Regions from separate parts of the Rattus norvegicus genome. Here region 2 is linked to region 1. The links are chromatin contacts, called in public Hi-C maps. All regions are on one chromosome and are shown on one strand. Each heading gives the region's core, a stretch centred on a gene start, on an enhancer-like site or on the middle of the called end of the contact. The rest is flanking DNA. Distances are from core to core; before and after follow the strand shown.

The links. A called contact is a pair of places that touch in the nucleus more often than the background predicts.
Region 2: a Hi-C map of liver shows a contact between it and region 1, with 2.0 times the contacts expected there. The contact joins the promoter of Zfp788 here to the promoter of Znf431l3 in region 1. A contact is called at or near these places in 4 of 12 Hi-C or Micro-C datasets (Schwann cells, frontal cortex, liver and 1 more) and 1 of 1 datasets of contacts at active chromatin or transcription factors (oligodendrocytes).

What each region holds. Positions count from the first base shown.
Region 1 is chr1:102,153,733-102,161,004 of GRCr8, forward strand. Znf431l3 (zinc finger protein 431 like 3) reads left to right here and starts at 2,207. Exons shown (of 4, transcript NM_001409270.1): 1 at 2,207-2,326. The coding sequence starts at 2,324. It also overlaps the pseudogene Grb2-ps1.
Region 2 is chr1:102,307,599-102,314,506 of GRCr8, forward strand. Zfp788 (zinc finger protein 788) reads left to right here and starts at 2,850. Exons shown (of 4, transcript NM_001416561.1): 1 at 2,850-2,981.

The DNA.
Region 1 (7,272 bases), core at 957-3,456:
GGATGTTGATCTGTGGTAATCTACCAGCTCATTCAAAGAATTAAACTTCACCACCCACAGGAAGTACTCCCTTGCTCCTTCACGAAGCACCTTGAAGTGCTGCACATCATTTCCAAACTTGACTGATAGGGAGAGCGCTCTAGCTCTCTCGGATCAGGAAGACCCCATCGTGCTGATGTTTGCTAAGCATTTCTTCTGCTTTTGCTCTGAGGATTTTGCCAAAAAAACACGGATGTGTTTCATTTCTATGTAATTCTTGGGGATGAAGCCATCTTTCCCATTGAGTTCTGCCTTATACCAGTTCTGATCACATTCTTCATTCAAAACCTTAAGGATGCCCCCCCCCCCCCCCCTTGAAGCTCAGCTCATCCTCAACAGTAGGTTTGAAGTCATATTTGGCGATGGCTTCCATTCTGAGCGCCGCTCAGTGCTCAGCAGTATGAAGCGGAGGGGGGGGGGGGGGGAGGGAATCTTCCCTGCTGAAGAGCTCTGGGCTCAGCCTTTCCTCTTCTGGGGCTATTCTTGTACACTGGGACACACAATGCCACCCGTGACGCGCCATCCGCTCCCTCACCCGGCCTGACCCGCCTTGCGCTGCGGCCCGCGGCCGCCAACCTCACTGCTGCTCCCGGACTGCGGCGCCCGCTGTCCAGACCGCCGTCCCCGGCCCCGGCTTCGCTTGCCCCGCCGCCGCCCGATCGCAGATGCAGCAGAGCAGCCTAGCTCGGCTACATCCATTCTTACACATAAACAATGAAACTTACAAGTGTAGAAAACAAAGGTTCATCCGTATTTCCAAGAGGACCTGGGTCTGGCTCAATGCAGTTGTGGGCAGGGGCAGCCCAGCAGCACTTGGCTTCTATGTGGGGCTCTGGACATTACAAAGCTATCCATTGAGCCCCAAGTGTTATTTGTGAATAGTATACCCCCAAGTCCCCTGCCTGGTATCCTCTGGAAATCTGTGCTTTGTTAACAGCCTAGGCCTGGGAACACAGCTTAAGTTGCTATGGCTGGGTCATAAGAAGTTTTCTGCCTTCCAGCGTCACTAGAGGGCGTTTCCAGGGCTCCAAGGCAAATAATTGATGGCACTGGATGCACTCCCAATTACGGTTTAGTTAAAAAACAAAACAAAACAAAACAAAACAAAAAAAAACAAAACAAAAAACAAAACAAAAAACAAAAACAAGAAACAGCCGGACAACAACAACTAAAATCTGATAAGCGTCTTCCAATTGCCTGAATGTGGAGTGTACAAACCCCATCAAATTCTTCCTGTTCATCAGGCAGGGCATTCCTTAACCAAAATCCAGGAACAACTGGAATCTCATTGGTTTTCTCCAAGTCTGTGGCTCACCTTGGGAGTCTGCAGAGGGAATGTATTGCCTGGAGAGACCTGGATTAGGTGGTCCAGGCCAGGTCTCGAATATCCGGAATGAAAAAGCGAATTTGGGCCAGTTATTTCCTCATGCGCCCCCCTACGTTATTCTTGAGTTTTACTGGAAAAGAAACAACCATTTCAGTCCAAATGTAAAGCAAACGTTTATTAAATACTACTGACCAAAAGACGGACCTGGGGCAGAAATATCCACAGAATTTCACAGCTGGAATGCCCCACGGCCAAGTGTTGCAGGGGTTTATACATATAATCAATTTGGCCACCTTAGTTTCCCGCGAGAGCTTGTTATTTACAAAGAACTACAATTCCCAGCATCTCTGGAAGTTACCTGGTTCCTGAGCAGGTGGCGCTTAGAAGTTAAATTAGGGAATTATGTATACAAGCTTGATTTACATTACATATCCACCTTCATTTTCGGAGGCAGGAGGGGAAGTTCCTAATAAGTGTAGTAAAGGGGGTTCACACAAGCTCCAGATTTCCGGACTTAGTGATCTCAGGGTCACTGTTCACAAAGGGGAGGAGCAGGCGGCTGAGCAGCCGGAGCTGAGGCCGTGAGTTCTCTCCAGTGCTGGATGGGAAGACAGAAGGGCAGGCTGTTGGAAGACAGGCACAAGTGCTACTGAAATGCAAATCTCTGTGTATCTGGGAAAGGTCTGGTACTGTACTGGAAGACTGGGCCTGGGACCACTTTGCTGTGGTCTCAAACAGCAATCTCAAACAGTAAGGGAGGTGCTGTTGTAATTCAAGACTCAATGGCCAATCAGGGCGGAGAGATTGACCCGCCAGTCAGGAGAGGAGGCGGGATCTTCCGGGTGCCTTGTGGCGGCTTCAGCAGGATAGCTGAGCTTGCTTGGAAAGTTCTGTTTTTCTCTGAGCGCTGCTGCTGGGTTCTAGGAGACAAGTTCTTGCAAGCTCCCAATTCGAAACATGGTGAGTGCAGGGTCACTGCCTACAGAGGGACGGAGCAGGCAGTTGTTCAGGGGGAGGTGCAACCCAGGGGATTGTCCCTGGGTCTGGGTGGTAAACTGTGGCCAAATCTGGCCACCTGTTACTTCCCTTTTTGTCCTAGTCATTTCCTGAACCCAGCGGTGGGCTCTGAATAACTTCACTGTGAGGGCAGCATCTGCTCAAGGCTTCTGGCACAAAGACTTGTGTGTAGAAAGATGCTTAGCAGGATGTCAAACTCAGGCCTGGTTTCTCTTTACTTCTCAAAGTTAACTCTCGTATCTTTTAACATTTAGGTGTAAGATTTCTTTGGAGTTAATTTTGTAGAGGTTGTAGAAGGCAGCTCACGGTGGGTAGTACTCCAATATTAATGTGTAGAAGAGTAGAGTCGATGATGTTTGATGTTAAAGGATTTACCAATGCTTAGGAAATAGTGACACCAAGTAGCCTTTAGCTGAAGGAGGAAGGACTCTGAAACACTCACAGATAATTAGTAAGCTAACCAGAGCCCTTAGAGACTACGGTTCTAGGATACATATATTAGTTTACTAGGATTGTCCAGAAATTCTTCTCCAAAACATAACAAAGGAGGCTAGCCTGCTTTATTACTAGCCACTAGGGCCATCCTCATATCAAAGAACCATCCTCTAACCCGCTGCTAAAGGGAGCATTATAGGGTCACAATCAAGATTAAAGCCTGTCTGTTTACCATAAAGTGCTAGTTTTCTTCTTGAGAAAAAAAGCATCATTTAGCCATATGAGCAAGAGAACACCGGGTGACAAGTTTTTGAAAACAACAAGACTATTGGGTCCAGGACTGTCTTGATCAAACAATGCTTTCCATGAGGCCCTCATGGAATGACATAGCTCTTTCTAAAACTCAGGAACATGCATGGCAGAGCCAAATAGGCCCTGATGTACTGAGAGTAAAATAGAGCTCCCTTTCCTTCCCTTTTTTTCTTTATTGTTATCCATCGTTTTACCTATTTACATTTCAAATGTTATTCCCCTTTACTGTCTCCCCTCCACAACCCTTCCACTCCATTCCCCTTCCGTTTGCCTCTAAGACAGTGCTCCCCCACTTACCCTCCCACTCCCATCTCACCTTCTTTCACCCTCTTCTGTGGGGCAACAAGCCTACATAAGACCAAGCTCCTCCCCTCCCATTGATGCCAGATAAGGCTGCCCTCTGCTAAGTTTGTGTAGCAGGAGCCTTGGACCCTCCTCTGTACTGTTTGGTTGGTGGTTTAGTCCCTGGGAGCACTGATGGGTCCAGTTAGTTGATATTGTTGTTCTTTCTATTGGACCAAGCCTGGAGATCCCAATGGAAGAGTTAGGGGAAGGACTGAAGGAGCTGAAGGGGATTGCAACCGCATAGGAAGAGCCCCTTTTCTAAAGCAGGGACGATGCATGGGGAGGCGGTAATGATCTGAGGCCAAAGCTTCTGGGGAATGGTTAGTTACTTCAGATCCTGAGAACCCAACTCTTCTCACCATGTGGGCCTGTGGTTATCAGACTCAAGACGCAGGTAGGCTTTAAGTGATGGCCATGAAATATCCTGTGTTCCCTTGTACAGTATTATTTTATTAGAGTCCCCCTGAGTTTGGCCCATTGTATGGTAATTTCTGCTGACTTCATAGGAGTTTCCCATTTCTTTCCACTTCCCCTTGGTAAGCGGTATACAAGATGCTATTCTTAAGAATCTTACTTGTCATAAGACATAGCTTGCACAAGACCTCCCCACCCCAGCTTTGATCTTTTCTACTTTCTACTCTTCCTATCTTTCTCATCCTCTGGGACCTTCTACTTAGGGCCCTGTCACAGACTGTTTGATGGCATGGGTATACTTAAGAGACAATTCTATGTTGCAGGATGTGAACCCTGAGATTGTGTTATTTACTTGAAAGAACTATTTGTAACTGTGCTACAGCTCAACATTAGCACAGTTGAATTTAATTTAAATTACAGGGCTAGCCAGATATTCTGATAAGAAGTTCACTTTTCCTGCGGAGAAAGGAAACACTTCCACATCATTAACAGTTGTCTGCGTCTCCCACTTTTTTTAAGGGTTAAGAAAAGTCACATTGAGTAACTGCCTTAAGTAAAATGACCCCTTTGTAACATCAAAGAAATCACACCCAGGATAATAGTCTGGTACTTGGAACCTAGGAAATGACCACACTTTAAATGCAACTTTCAATCTTGAATGTTTTCACTTTGTTCTGTTTAAAAACAATCCAGAAAGCTGCCTCTGCCTTCAGCTCCCAGTGCACTCTCTGGCACACTGTACCCATCCTCCACAGCTGCTCTAGTCCTACTTTCTGTTTTTGCCCAAGTGGAAGCTGTTTTGTTGTCTCAAGTTCTAAGAATTTTCTAGGCAAAAAGACACTCCTTGCATTTGATGTAATGGCTCCTGTCAGCAAATCCAGTCTCAGCACAGAGAGGCAAGGACTGGGTCCCTTAGCTAGGCTTAATCTGCCTCCTACCCAGCTGAGGATTGCCTTATTCAGGATAGTGAATGCTTTCTGAGTCTGTACTAGAGAACATGAATTATCATACATGCACACGTGCACAAGAGAGCCTTGGAAACTCTTTATTGTCCCTTATTGTAGACTGCCATTTAGATGAACTAGAATAGACCTTTTTTGGAGTGGGTTTTCTGACATATATTCCTTGAAGGAAACCTTAAAACCAGTTAAAACAGTAGCTAGGAGTCTCCTTTTACTGGCCAATGAACAATTCAGTTAGTAAGGGAGAGTAGCAAAGAATAATTATTTAAATTTCTTTATTAGTCAGCTACAGTCATGCTGAATTGGATCAGGCAAACTCTGATTTTAAGTTGTTGGTTGTGATCTGCTTGTCACTAAGACACAGCATTTTAGTAACTTTCTGTAGATACAATCTAGGAAACATTGTTCTTCTGTCCTTACAGTCAGAACGTGCTGCAAAATCAGTTACTTTGTAAATACTGATAATTTGCAGCATTAAGGAAAAGGACATTAAAACTCATCAAATCTCCCTGAGGACATCTAGGACCAGGGCTCTTCTTTTCCTAAGAGATGCCATAGTTTTAATTATTCAGTTTCATAACTACTGTAGCACACATGTTAATCCAATAGCTTTCTTCTTGAATTTCGTAAACAGGACTTAATAAAGTCAACCATAGATTAAGAGTCAGAGCAAGTAACCAGTTGACAGAAATGCAAATAGGATAAATAAAAACAAACCATAATAAAGAGTAAGGAGGCGGGGTTGGGGATTTAGCTCAGTGTAGAGCGCTTGCCTAGGAAGTGCAAGGCCCTGGGTTCGGTCCCCACCTCCGAAAAAAAGAACCAAAAAAAAAAAAAAAAAAAAAAGAGTAAGGAGTCAGGGAGATGGATAGAGATGCACAGGAATTAGAAGGGAGGCACATTAATTTTTTTTTTTTTTTGTGGTCCTATGAGAGAGGGCCATTCTTCATGTTAGGGCATCTGCTAAGGAGAAAGGTCAGTTGGGTGCTTTCTCTGCCTCTCTGATTAGAAGACTTTCAACCCAGCATCTGGCTGCTGGGTCTTCATTGGTAAGATAGAACAATTGAGATTAGAAGTTCATCATAGAGGATGGGATATGGCAGCCATCCCTATAACAGGTAGAGAGTGAAGGATGCTGAGAGAACCTGGAGGCCGGGTCTATTTTGGTATGTTGAATAGGATCTCTGCCACTTGTCCAGGATCTGAAACCCAACAAATCATACTGCAGGAAAAAGTAAAAATGAGGTTAAGAAACAGGTTAAGTCTTTTTGTTTGAATTTTAATACTGACAATAAATTATAATTTATGAAAAATGTAATAGTCTTAGACAAATGATACAGCTCTTTTCTAAGATGAAATTACCCACCTTTGATGTTAACACTTGCTTTGGAGGACATATTTAAACATTTTTATTGGCTCTATTATACATTTCAAATGTTATCCCCTTTCCTGGTTCCTCCTTATCCCCCTCCCCCTCCTCTTTTTCTATGAGAATGTTCCTCCTCCCACCCACCCACCCACTCACATTTCAACACCCTGTCATTCCCCTACATTGGGGAAATGAGCCTTCACAGGACTAAGGGCTTCTCCTCCTACTGATGCCAGACAATGCCATTTTCTGCTACATATGCAGCTGGAGCCATGGGTCCCTCTATGTATACTCTTTGGTTTGTGGTTTAGTCCCCAGTAGCTTTGAGGGGTGTGGTTGGTTGGTATTGTTCTTCTATGGGTTTGCAAACCCCTTCAGCTCCTTCAGTCCTTTCTCTGACTCCACCATGGGATACCCATGCTCAGTCTGATGGTTAGCTGGAAGCATCATCTATATCAGTAAGGATCTGGCAGAGCCTCCCAGGAGACATCCATATCAGGCTCCTGTCAGCAAGCACTTCTTGGCATCAGCAGTAGTGACTGGGTTTGGTAGCTGTGTATGGGATGGATCCCCAGGTGGATCACCTTTCCTTCTATTTTTGCTCCATTATTTGTCCCTATATTTCCTTCTGTGAGTATTTTGTTCTCCCCTTTTAAGAAGAACTGAACCATCCACATTTTGGTCTTCCTTCTTCTTGAGCTTCATATGGTCTGTGAATTGTATCTTGGGTGTTCTGAGCTTTTGGGCTATTACTCACTTATCGGTGAGTGTGTACCATGTGTGTTCTTTTATGACTGGGTTTCCTCACTCAGGATGATATTTTTTAGTTCCATCCATTTGCCTAAGAATTTCACGAAGTCATTGTTTTTAATAGCTGAGTAGCACTCTATTGTGTAAATGTACCGAATTTTCTGTATCCATTCCTCTATTGAAGGACATTTGGGTTCTTTCCAGCTTCTGGCTATTATAAATGAGGTTGCTATGAACATAGTGGAGCATGTGTCCTTGTTATACGTTAGAGCATCTTTTGGGTATATGCCCAGGAGTGGTAT
Region 2 (6,908 bases), core at 1,600-4,099, 150 kb after region 1:
CCTCCCCTTCACCCTCGTCCCATTTTCCCGCTCTGCTTCCCAAAAGTACTGTAAAATTTCTGCACTTGCAGCCTGCTCTCCTTCAGCCCATATCTTCCCTTCAGATGTTCTACTACATGCTCTGATCTCAGCAGGACTCCACTATGGACCTGCCCCTGAACCCAGTAGCTTCTAGCAACCCAGGACTCAGGGCTGCTTCCTCTTTGAGTCGTCACTCGAGGATGAGAAAGGCTGGCCTGATGCTGGGTCCTTTGGTCCTTAGGCCTTAGCACCTATGATTTTCCCTAGACTTTGCCTCTTACTGCTAACCAGCAGCTACCATTGCCTTCCTCGTCCTGCCTCTCCAGTCACATCTGCCCTCACTGGGTTTCTGGTGTGCCATGTGGCTTCTGCCCTGGACCTGGAGTTGCTTACATGCTTGTCTTGTGGCTGCATCTAGACATAGAGGCAGCACCTGACTGTACTGCCTAAGCTGGCCTCCAACTCCTAGTCTCAAGAGATTCTCCTGCCTCAGGCTCCCAAGTGCTGGGATGACACTTGTGTGCCACCATGCCAGCTAGAAAATAGGTTTGATCAAAGACAGGGATCATTTTAAAGGTCATACTTAAAAAAGATAGTCAACAGAAACCTAAAATCTTGAACTCATGACTATGAAAGTAGATCATATATTGTAATGTTTTATCAGAATAACAGTAATTTATCACAACTCCATTGATTAATGTTAGAATTCTGAACTTTTGAAGTCTTAATATAACAGTGGCCTGGCAGTGGGGGGGAGAGAGTGGGGGGAGGGAAGAAATCGGAAGCATTTTGTACCTTAATCATTTTCCTATTACTAAGTTTTCTTTTTATGTCCTCCAACCTTTATATCTTGCAATTATCGACCTCAAGACACTTTCTATCCTCAAATATTTTCTTGGATCCTCATAACTTGAGCTTATATCCTCAGACCTTTCATAAAGTTACATCTTTCCATACAATTATTTGCCATGAGACATAGGTGGTTGATCACTGGGGATCAGTCATTGCAAACAGTTTTTAGATAAGGGGGTAGCAGAAGGTTACACCTGTGAAAGATTACATCTGAAATTTGTCTATCTTTTATCATGAATCCTGTGAGCAAGGCAACCAGTTTGTCTCTTTGATAAGAGATCTGGTAGTCTTAACTAGCTAATGAACTGACTAATGAGCTAATATGGTGGTGGATTACCTTGGGGTAACAAGCTAGTTGCCCCTTCTCTAGCTGTCAAGCTGCAGCTAGCTTAGGTGTCAATGTAATCAGAGATCTGAGTAGAAGAAATTATCACCTAGATGTCATATATTAATTAAAATGTGTTTTATAAAACGGAGCCAGTGGTGCCAAAGGGAGTGCTGCCTAGGCCCATGCCCATACCAAAGCATTCCCTCTGAGAAATCAGCCATAGGATGGGCTTACTATAAAAGGGAGTTTATTTGGGACCTTTTGTAACAGGCAGAGAAGAGGGGGACAGAGAGGAACAGAAAGAGAAGAGAGAGAGGCTGGCTGGGACATCTGGGCGAAGAGAGAGAGAGAGAGAGAGAGAGAGAGAGAGAGAGAGAGAGAGAGAGAGAGAGAGAGAGAGAGCAAATAGTCCTTTTATATCAAGCCAGGCTCTTACCTGGCTGTTGCTAGGTAACTGTTGAGTGGATCATGGAGGAAATGACTATTATTGATGAATGTTTGTTCTTACACACATAGACAGAGATCTTTGAAATTGTCCCAACATTACAATAATCAAAATGGTGTACTAACACTTGGGAACGAACAGAGTAACAAAACAGTATAATCAGAAACTTAACCAAAAAGAAATTAGAATGTCTTACGGTCCAACACCAAAAGGCCACCTGTTCCAGTAAGAGAAGCCTACGCCTTCAACTCAAGTCAGAAGGTGTAGACAGGCAGATCTATGTGAGTTCTAGACCAGCTTGGTCTACATGCCAAGTTCTATCCACTGAAAGTTACTTAATGAGACTCGGTCTTTTATAAAAATCTGCAATTAAAAACCGCCAAAATCATCACTGCCGCTGGGCCCACACAGCATCAGCGTCAAAAGAAGCTTCTGGGCCGCGGGTCGCTAGGAGGAGTCAATCTCAGGTTTCCAAAGACTACAGAATGCTCTCCCATTGTCACCCTGGCCCAGCCCCAGGAAAGATGACCAGAGCCAACTCAGTCGGATGCCCTACTCCGTAAGGGATGGCTGCTACTCGCTTACATAAGGTTCAAAATGGCGCGGTTCCGCGCTGTCCTCATGGCTCCGCAGAGGGCCCACAGCACACTGCACTCCTGCCCACCCGATATCTCTCCCGCAGAGGCAAAGCAGAACACCGAGCACCGCCAGGAGGGAAAACCCGCCTCCTACCTGTGCTTCTGAGGGAACAGCATGTCCCGATGCCCTGATTGGCTAAAGAGTTGTGAGTGACAGAAATTGTCTTTGGTGGAAAGGAGAAATTATAGGTAAAGCCACAGTCCTTCCCAGTCGGGAGTTTCGCTAAAGGTGAAGACCTGTTTCAGATCCAGGGAAAATTGCATTTAAGCACAATTGTGTAGTGGGCAGTGCACATGAGCGATCCTGTGCTCTGAAGCAAGTCGTGCCTGATAAGTGCCAGAAGACAGCCGTGCAAGCTCTGGGAGGAAGAAACATTTTCTGTGTACATGTAGATCTCACTGGAGCTCACTCAGGTCCACACTCAGGGGAGAAGGCAGGGCTGGGAGTGAAAGGCTGTACCGGTCCCTTCTGCCCTTAGCGGTTTAAGGTTGCTGTCACTCAAACATTACTAGCCAATCAGAGCCTCCAAGTAGGCAGTCCAATCGAGTGCCAGCGGGAGGCGGGACTTCTTGGCCGCCATGCTCCCTGCTAGGCTCTAAGGCTGAGGTAGTCGCTTTGGAGACGCTGCTCTGTAGGGAGAGCACCGCTGTGGCAAATTATGAGAAGAGTGCGGGTGAGCCTGGAAGCCGCGCTATGGTGAGCACGGGACCCTTGTCCCCAGATGGGGTGGATCCGATGGGGTGGATCCTCACGGGGTTGGGGCGGGGCTTGCAGTTCTGGGACTAGGATCCCCACTCCCCGCGGATTTAGTGTCAATCCCCAACCCCTACGCCCCCGCGGGCCGTGGGACTTGATAGGCTCTGTCCAGCACAAGGAATGCTTCAATGTTGGTGACGTCACTTCTCTGTGTGTTAGCACTGGTAGTGGTGTTGGCGTAGCACCTGAAAGCAGCACATTGCTAACCTTAAGACCCTCTAGATTTTCTGTCTCTAGATTTTTTTTTTCTCTACAAGTTCCGAATGGTGCAGGTTATATTTAGATTTAGGTCCCACTTGGTAAAATTTTATTTATTTTTATTCTTTTACACTCTTTTGGGAGAGCATTCTCTTTGTTTTAAAGACGTATTTATTTATTGCGGGCTGGGAAATGTGCCAGTGTTCCTGTGCAAGTCAGAGAACGATTTGTGTGAATAGGTTCTCCCATTGTGTTGGCCTAGGGTTTAAATTCAGGGCAGCAGTCTTGGAGATAGGTATCTTTACTAGGTGAACCATCTTTCCAGCCCCGATTCTATTTCAACTTTTGTGAAGGTTTATTTTTATGTGTATGAGTATGTGCTTGCATGTATGTGTATATACCACATGCATGTGCAGGGCAGAACAGGGTTTGGATCTCCAGGGACAGGAGCTTTAGATGTTTTTCAGATGCCACGCATGTGCTGGGAACTAAACTTGGCTTCTCTTTAAGAGCAACGAGTAGGCTTTAACCACTAAGCCATCTCGTCAGCACCCTAATTATTAGTTTAAGAATTATTTATGTTTTGTATATGTATGTGTCTCTCAGTATAAACGCTACATGTGACAGAGACCTGAAGAGAATGCCTGAGGCCTTGAAGGTAATGTTAAAAGCTGTCATCATTCACTGAAGTGAGTGCTGGTAACCAAACTCAGGTTTTCCAAAACAGCACACTGAACTGCTGAACCATCTCTCCAGCCCTACAAGTACTGCAAGAGACACTAAGAGACCAGCGTAAAGGTCTCTGGAGAGACATGTCTTCCATGTCCTCATCTGTCTGGATCCGTAAGCCCTAGCACTGAGCTTTTCTACCCTACACAGTTTTCTCTAGGTGGGATTGAGTGGAACCACAGGAGAGTCTGAGATCCTAGCTTGAATAGCCAACACCCTCTGTGGCAGTTCCTCTCATCTTTTCTAATGCCAGCCTTTAATACAGTTCCTCATGTTGTTGTGACTCACAACCATAAAATTATTTTTTCATTAAAGATCCCAACCCCTTTCCCCCCTACTCCCACTTCTGTTCTTAGAAATACATCCCCACATTACCTCCTTCCTTTCCCCTCAGAGAAAGAGAAGCCCCCTTTGGGTGCTGCCCTGTCCTGGGGCATCTAGTCCCAACAGAACTAAGCACATCCTCTCCCACTGAAGCCTAGCTAGGCAGTCCAGTTAGGAGAAAGGAATCTAGTGGCAGGCAACTGAGTCAGAGACAGCCTCCCACAACAGTTGTTAGGGGACCCAGATCAGAACCAAGCTGCCCATCTGCTCCAGATATAAAGGGGACATAGGTCCAGCCCCTACATGTTGTTTGGTTGGTGGTTCAGTCTCTGTGGGCCTCCATGGTCCCAGGTTGGTTGGGTCTGTAGGTCTTCTTGTGGTGTCCTTGACCCTTCTGGCTTGCTCAATTCTACCCTTCTATAAGACTCCCCAAGCTGTGCCTGATATTTGGTTATGGGTGTCTGTATCTATTTCAGTCTGCATGTGGCTCCTGTCTGCAAGCATAGCAGTATCATTATTAGTATCCGTTTAGCTGTGTCCCATTTGGGGTAGGTCTTAACCTGGAGCAGTCGTTGGTTGGTTGTTCCCTCGGACTCTGCTGCATCTTCACCCTTGCACATTTTGTAGGCAGGAAAAATTGGGTTGAAGGTTTTATGGATAGGTTGATATCTGGCTCCCTCCACTGGAAGTCCTGCCTGGTTACAGGAAGTGGACACTTCAATCTCCATATCCCTCACTGGTAGGAACCTCAGCTAGGGTCACCTTTATAGACTCCTTGTAGCCTCCCCCCATCCCAGTTCTATAGCTAGTCCCAGAGATGTCCTAGATCTTCATTTCCTCTTCCAGCACTCTCCTGCCACACCTGATCCCCATCCCCATGGCCCTTCTTCAGCCCCTCTCCCACCCAGTTCCCTCTCTTTATCAACATCCAAAGACTATTTTGTTTCCTCTTCATGTATTCTTTCTTGGGCCTTCCTTGTTACTTAGTTTCTTTGGTTCTGTAGCTCTTTATATATTTTAAATATTGGGCCTCAGTTGTATGTTGGGTTGGTGAAGATCTTTTCCCATTCTTTAGGCTGCTGTTTTGTCCTATTGATGGTAGCTTTAGCTTTACAAAAGCTGTCCAGTTTCATGAGGTCCCATAGTTATCCTGTACTTTACAGCTAATGTCCAGTTATAAGTGTCTTTCTGGGTCTGGGTTACCTCAATCAGGGTGGTATTTTCCTAGTTTCATCCATTTGCCCGCAGTTTTCATAGTGTCCTTGCTTTTAATAGCTGAATAGTAGATGTACTACATTTTTTAAACTAAATCTTCATTTGAGGGACATGTAGGTTGTTTCCGGTTTCTGACTCTTACCAATAAAGCTGCTATGAGCATACTTAAGAAAGGGTCCTTGTGGTATAGTGGAGCATCTTTTGGGTATATGCCCGGGAACTATTTCCAATTTTCAGAAAACCCGCCAAATTGATTTCCGGAGTGGTGGTACAAGGCTGCACTCCCAACAGCGATGAAGGCATGTTCTCTTTGCTCCACGTCCTCGCCAGCATGGTGCTATCACTTGAGTTTTTGATCTTAGCCGTTCTTACTGGTTGTAAAGAATCTCAGAGTCCTTTTGTATTTCTCTGATGACTAAGGGCATTGAACATTTGTTTAAGTGCTTCATGTCCATTCGAGATTCTCTGTTGAGAATTCTCTGTTTAGTTTGGTACCCCATTTTTAATTGGGTTAGTTGGTTTGGTGGTCTCTTAATTTCTCGAGCTCTTTATATATTTTAAATATTGGGCCTCTGTTGTATGTTGGGTTGGTGAAGATCTTTTCCCATTCTTTAGGCTGCTGTTTTGTCCTATTGATGGTAGCTTTAGCTTTACAAAAGCTGTCCAGTTTCATGAGGTCCCATTTATTAATTGTTGATCTTAGTGCCTGAGCTGTTAGTGTTCTGTTCAAAAATTTGTCTACTGTGTTCAAAGCCATTCCCCACTATTTTTCTATTAGACTTTTAGTGTGTCTCTGTCTTAGTCAGCGTTTCTATTCCTGTACAAACATCATGACCAAGAAGCAAGTTGGGGAGGAAAGGGTTTATTCAGCTTACACTTTCCACATTGTTGTTCATCACTAAAGGAAGTCAGGACTGGAACTCAAGCAGGTCAGGAAGCAGGAGCTGGTGCAGAGGCCATGGAGGGATGTTACATACTGGCTGCTTCCCCTGGCTTGCTCAGCTTGCTCTCTTATAGAACCCAAGACTGCAGCCCTGGGATGGCACCACCCACAATGGGCTGGGCCCTCCCCTCTTAATCACTAATTGAAAAAATGCCTTACAGCTGGATCTCATGAAGCATTTCCACAACTGAGGCTCTTTTTTTCTGTGGTATCTCCAGCTTGTGTCAAGTTGATACACAAAACTAGCCAGTATATTCTGGCTTTATGTTGAGGTCTTTGATCCACTTTGAGTTCAGCATTGTCCAGGATGATAGATATGGATTGTTTCAATTAGTATTTCCTTTTCTGTGAAGAGACATGATGACCAACTCTTTTTTTTTTTTTTTAATTTTTCTTTTTTTTTTTTTTTTTATTAACTTGAGTATTTCTTATATACATTTCAAGTGTTATTCCCTTTC